Linked DNA regions of Sus scrofa: region 2 is linked to region 1. A link is a contact called in public HiChIP or PLAC-seq data. All regions are on one chromosome and are shown on one strand. The core of a region is the stretch at or near the end of the contact, and the rest is flanking DNA. Distances in the headings are between cores, read along the strand shown. Region 1 holds the start of MYNN (myoneurin). Region 2 holds the start of SKIL (ski-like protein).

What was found. HiChIP or PLAC-seq counts read pairs in DNA pulled down with a chosen protein or histone mark.
Region 2: an H3K27ac HiChIP or PLAC-seq map of alveolar macrophages shows a contact between it and region 1. The contact joins the promoter of SKIL here to the promoter of MYNN in region 1. A contact is called at or near these places in 2 of 5 promoter capture datasets (fetal liver and liver), 14 of 47 Hi-C or Micro-C datasets (alveolar macrophages, blood, embryonic fibroblasts and 9 more) and 2 of 2 datasets of contacts at active chromatin or transcription factors (alveolar macrophages and skeletal muscle).

What each region holds. Positions count from the first base shown.
Region 1 is chr13:108,433,781-108,436,549 of Sscrofa11.1, forward strand. It overlaps MYNN (myoneurin), which reads left to right and starts at 1,414. Exons shown (of 7, transcript XM_005669990.3): 1 at 1,414-2,077. ACTRT3 (actin-related protein T3) reads right to left here and starts at 586. Exons shown (of 2, transcript XM_003358668.4): 1 at 1-586.
Region 2 is chr13:109,028,412-109,031,353 of Sscrofa11.1, forward strand. SKIL (ski-like protein) reads left to right here and starts at 1,420. Exons shown (of 7, transcript XM_021069796.1): 1 at 1,420-1,596.

The DNA.
Region 1 (2,769 bases), core at 164-2,663:
GACCTCCCTTGAGTGCCAAAGGGCAGGTAGTAGGAAGGAAAGATTACAGAAAACCAGATATCTAAAGTTGGGAAATTTAGCGCTTTTCTATGAAAGAATGCAAATGTCTAGGCTCACTGAAATCATCCTTTGATGTGCATCTCCACCAGTGTTCTGTGTTTTCACAGCCTGAGTTTCAAGGAGGGCAGGGTGGGGGGGCTCGCTCTCGGGAGTGGTTGCTAGATGGCAGGTATTCTTTGTTTCCTTCCTGAGTTCCCACAGGGCTCCGAGGTTCAGCCTCCGAGGTGGCTGCATTCCCGGTTGATTTGTGCCATCCTTTGTTTTGTGGACTTAACTATCAGTGTATGTGATAAAGAACTAAAAGACCCTAGCAAATGGAAGATGTTAACTACCTGATGAAGGATTGTTCATTCTGGAAAGAAGGACCACTAGAACCAGTCCTGGGGTCACAAAAACACCAACTTTGAAAAACAATGCAAGCCAGCATTTTCCCTGATCCTTATCTGTGGCCCTATTTTTCTACTTCCAAATTATAAAACCACTTCCTATTCTCTCCCAAAGGGGGGCACAGTCTTTAGGGCATTAGTCTGCTATAGCCCTCCTTTGCCTGGCAAAGCAATAAAGCTGTTACTTTTCTCCTTCACCCAAAACTCTTGTCTCCCTGTTTCTATTCAGCACTGGTGGACAGAGAGGTCCAGTTTCCACAACAAGGTAATCAAACACAGCACAAAAACTGGAGCCCTGGAGCCCTTGAGGACTCTGTATTACAAGTCATTTGGTTTTCCACTTGAGATTACAGATTTATCTAAACCCGAGACCATGTTTTATACTTCTAAATACTCAATATCTGTTCAACACATAGCAGAGGCTCATAAATATCTGAGTGAATTAATTACCAAAAAGGATTCTGACAAAACTAAAAGTGCAATCAGAAAGAAAATTATACTTATAAACATAAAATCAAGAAAGAACCAGCCTCTTTTTTTCCTAACGGTTGTGGTTTTATTCAAAAATATGATTCATACTGAGGAAAACTTAGAGACCAAACGGAATCTGTTTTTTTAAAAAAATCTCAGGAGAGAAGAAAAGAAACTCAAGTTGACACTGTCCTGAAAAATAAAGTCGCGAGTAAACTTCCTACGATCCTCATATAACTTTTAACAAGAAAAAAATGTTGAAGTTTTGGTTTTCTTAGATTTATAATGTCCAAGCGTGGTATAATTCACCCTAACATATCAGCATGACTTATCTTACTGTTTCTGTCTTTTCATTTTATGCAGATAAGCGGCACCCCTTTCCCTCACTGTACAAAATCTGAATACAACGTAAATCATTGTATTAAAGTTTTTCTAGTCCAGACGCAGAACATTTTCCGGTATAAAGCCCACCTTTCCCCACGCGCATGCCCAGTATGCCCTACTGCTTTGCACCGCTTTCGTGCATCCCAGGCTTCCAACACCAGGTAAGGGTATCCTGCAAACTGGATTCCGGTTGGCTGATGCAAACAAGAGCTTTTGGGTAGGTAAACTAAAAAGGAGTGATCAGTCTCAGCTCAAAAATTCCCATGGTCGAGAGCCCAAGTATATAAAGCAGCTGTTCCCACCGGTGGGGCCTCAAGAAAGGTGAGGCTGATGGGAGAAGTCGAGCAACTAACTACAAGCCCCAGCATGCAATGCACAATTTGGCTCCCGGAAAGAGGCGCGCTGTGCAGCGGAAAGCAGCCTTGGCCGGCAACACGAGTCGTGCGCGAGATGCTGACGGTCAGCCAACCAGAATGCTCAGAATGAGGAAGAGAGGCGGGGCGCTGTGAGCGTCCCCTTAGATCTCGTATCTATGACTCTCCAGTTTCCGGGTCTCCTGGCCCGCTAGGGAGGGGGTTCTCTGTGCGCCAGCCTCTTCCAGGCGGGTGTTAGATCTCCACGGTCCTAAGAGCCTACGCTGTTGCCACGGATCTCCCAGAGCCGGATGTGACGTCGCCTTGGAGTAGGAAGGGAGAGGCGGAGCGTAGCCCAGTGACGTCCTTCCAATATGGCGGAGTGAGAGTGAAGAAACAGTGTTTCCCCTTGGGTTGCTATAGGTGAGTTCTGTCTTTGCCCCCAGCCCGCCATCCCAGCTCCCTCCAGATCCTGGGTCACTAGAGGGCAGGTTCCTTGGAGCGCGAGCTGTTGTCGGAGCCAAGTGTTAACGTTGAAAGCTCGGGCGAGGCAGTCCTGGTGTTGGCCTTGGCCACAACCTCTGCTGTGGGAATTCGCGGGAGTGGGAGCTGGGCGAAGGGCAGGGAGGCAGAAACCAGGAGAGATCGGCTTTGGTTGTCACCCTATGATACCACCTCGAGTGGGGAAGGAAGGGGTGTGGCTTCCTCGGGGTGAGTGACCTAACCTTTGACAACTCTTGGCCCTGCCCCCTCGGCACCCGTCTAGCGTTTTGAAGCCACTATGTAACAGGTTTCATTGGGGAGCAGTTTTCAAGACCTCGTACCGTGTCCTTACTCAGTTTGCCCCAACGATCATTCTTTTAGTGGTTGATTTTTTCTCCCAAATATATGTTTGCCTACTGAGCTTGAAAGTGAAAGTTCAGCTGATCCAAAAGCGTGGAATTTTGCAGTGCTTTTTTTTTTCCTTTTTTTCCCCGCTTTGTGGAAATATTTTCTCGCGTCGCCATTTATTACCGCGTCCAAAGGATTGTGTTAGTTGACCAAGATGAAATAAAAGCTAGGAAGGCATTTGTCCCTTCGGCATTTTTTAACCATATCTGTGAATTTTCTGGGGA
Region 2 (2,942 bases), core at 170-2,669, 590 kb after region 1:
CTTTGGTAGGCCGGTTGGAGAGAAAAGAGGGGGAAAAAAATAATCTATGAGCGCAGCAATATTCCTAGTCAGCTGGCTCCAAATGTAGATCCCATGAGTGACCTCGAAGCAGCAAAGCCAGGAAAAATTGGATAAGAATGGACAAAAAGAAATTTAAAAAGGTGGGGGACAAAGCTCGAGTCTTCTGAATTCGGTGCACAGAGACCTGGGGGACTATTTCAGTTCCTGATTTTGCGGTGGGGTGAAAAAAAGGGGTTTTTCTTGGTGTTTCGAAATAGGACGGAGCAGCTCCGCAGAGTTTAATGCGCTAACTGGCTGCCGCGAAACACTGACCAAGGAGACCACTCTTTTCGGCCCTGAGGGTTACAGCCGAAAGCTCTTCAGTAGGAGCTTTCTCGTGTTCTCCAAAACAAAACCCCAAACCCTTCAGTATAATACTGAGAAACATGTAATTTCTAGCTCCCTTTTGGAGCCGAGAGAGCAGTCTGGTGAGGGGGTGGGGGGAGGGTAGCTGAGAAGTAGAGACAAAAATGTTCTTTCTCGGTTTTGCCGGAACTTCGGCCAGCCCTCGGGCCCGGCCCGATGGCGGAGGAGGTCAGCCCTGGGAAGGCGTCTGGGCGGAGGCGGCCCAGGCAAGGCGGGGGCCGCCGGGGTGGGGCGGAGCGCAGCGCGGGCAGCTGGCTGGGCGGCCCTCAGGCGGGAGGCCCCGGGGAGGCGGGGGAGCAGCCCCCGCGCGCAGGGCCCTCAAGGGGGGCGCGGCTGGGCGGCCGCCACCCGGCTGCCTCCGGGGCGGGGCGGCCCAGCTGCGGCCCCCGCAGGGGGGAGGGTCGCCCGTGCCTGACCTCGGGCGGTGGCCTCGGCCGGGCCGGCCCTGTCTCCGCCCGGCAGACTGCTGGGGTCGCGCACAGTGCACCTCGCGGCCGCCCTGCCCCCACTTGCCTTGCAGCGCAGCGACCGAGCGACCAGGGCGCCCCCGGGTCTGGCCCGTCACCACCGAGCAGCGGGTGGGGCGGGGGCGGGGCGGTGGCGGCCAGACAGCCGGCTGGGCGACTCGAGGAAGGAAGGAGGGAGGGCGGCGGTGGGGGTGGGGCGGGGAGGGAACATCCTGTCTGCGCCGAGTGCACCGCAGACAGCGTCGCGCGCCAGCCGCCCAGACGGCGCGGGGGGCGAGGAGCGCCGGGCGCGCGCCTGGGGGGAGGGGCGCGCGCCTGGGGGGAGGGGCGCGCGCGCCAGACGACGGGCCAGGAGAGCCCTTTGGAACCACAATAGGCCAGACGGTGCGCGCGTCCCCGCGGGGCTAGGAGCCGCGAGGCGTCGGCGGCGGGCCCGCGCGCGCGGTGCCGCTGCTGGCTCTGTTCCTCTCCCTCCCTCCCTCCCCCCCCCCCCCCCGGCCCCGCCGCCCTCGCTCTCCCCCGGGCGGCCGGAGACGGCGGCGGCGTCTGCGGGAAGCCGTGTGTCTCCGCAGTGACGTGGGCGGGCCGAGGGCTCGGTGACGTCAGAGGGCTGTGTGTAGCGATGTGTGTGGGGTTCGGAGCGGCGCCGGCACTGCCGAGGGGAGCGGGCGAGCGGCGGCGGCGGCGGCGGCGGCGGGCACAGGTGCGGCCCGGGCTCGCGGTGGGGACGCGGCAGGAGGCAAGGGCGCGTGGCCCCAAGGGCCGCCCGACGGTGGCGCCGGGGGTAGTGGGGAGTTAACAAAGCTCGTCGGGCTTCCCAGGGCTTGGAGGCCGGAGTCGGGGGTCCGGATGCGCGGGTCCCGGGTGGGGTTGGGACCACGGGGTGGGGGCGCTGGTCGGGTGTCCCCCGGCAGGTCATACTTCGCTGTTCCTGGACTAGGGCAAGGGCAGGGCGCTGCACTTGACCGGAGCCGTCGGGACCCCGGAGACCGGGACGCCCGTCACCGCCACCCCCCCCTCCAGCTGCCAGTCTGCGCTCCGCGGGGATGCCTCAGGCTCGACCCGCTGCGTCGGCGCCCGCAGGCGCGGGGATCCCGATTCGCGCCCCACTAGCCCGCTGACCCCTCTCCCTTCTGGCCCTGGGCGCGGGGCGGGGGTAGATGCAGCGTTAGGGCTGCTAGGGTAACACCCGAGAACTTCCCGGGGAGAGGGTGCGGGGGGGGGTTTCCACAGTTCTCCCAGCGGAGCGGTGTTGGGAGGGCATTGGGGTGTTCCCAGACCGCGAGTGGGGGTTGGGAGACTCCTCTTCCTCCACTTCCCACCACCCCCTTGCACGCTCCAGGGCGTCCCAGGTCCTTTGCTCTCTGCTCCCTGCCTCCCCCTCGGATTTGAGATGGGTGGGTGGCTTTGCGTGGGCGGAGGATTTCAGGGCTTGGGGGCTCCCCCATTCTAGGTCATGCCTCCTGCCCTCTTCCTTCGCTTGCGTGGGCAGGGGTGTTCCTGTGGTGGGTGGGTGAAAGTCAGTACGTTGGCTAGTGGCCTTGGTCCTTAACCCTTTGGGTCTGTTGTAAGGTAAATTGCTCGGAGTTTGGGAGGCAGAAATTTCTCTTTATTGGATTTCTTTTGGATTTTTTTCTCAAGAAGGAAGTGGAAGAAGAATCTTTTCTTTTTCCTTCTTCCTCCATTTGCATTCTTTGTGAGGTCTGTCTGCCTTGTGCTTTTTGTCCCGGATTAGTCTTGTTCAAGGATGGAGATTCCCAGGAGTGGTGTCTATAGCTTTTGGCTTCCATTAAGCAAATTCGCTAACCTTTTAAAGGGAAAGTTAATTTTTTCCTACAGTCATTCCAGAAAAATAGCATACACTGACTAGATGAATTATTCACTTAAAGTTGTAACTTAGTTATATATGGTGGATATGTTAACTAGTATATGATTTTTTGGATGAATCTGACTTAAAATAAGAGAAGTAATAGATTATTTTAGTTAAAATGGCATAATCGAGAAAGTCTGTAGTACTGAGTTTTGACTAAGATGATCTGTTTAAGGTTC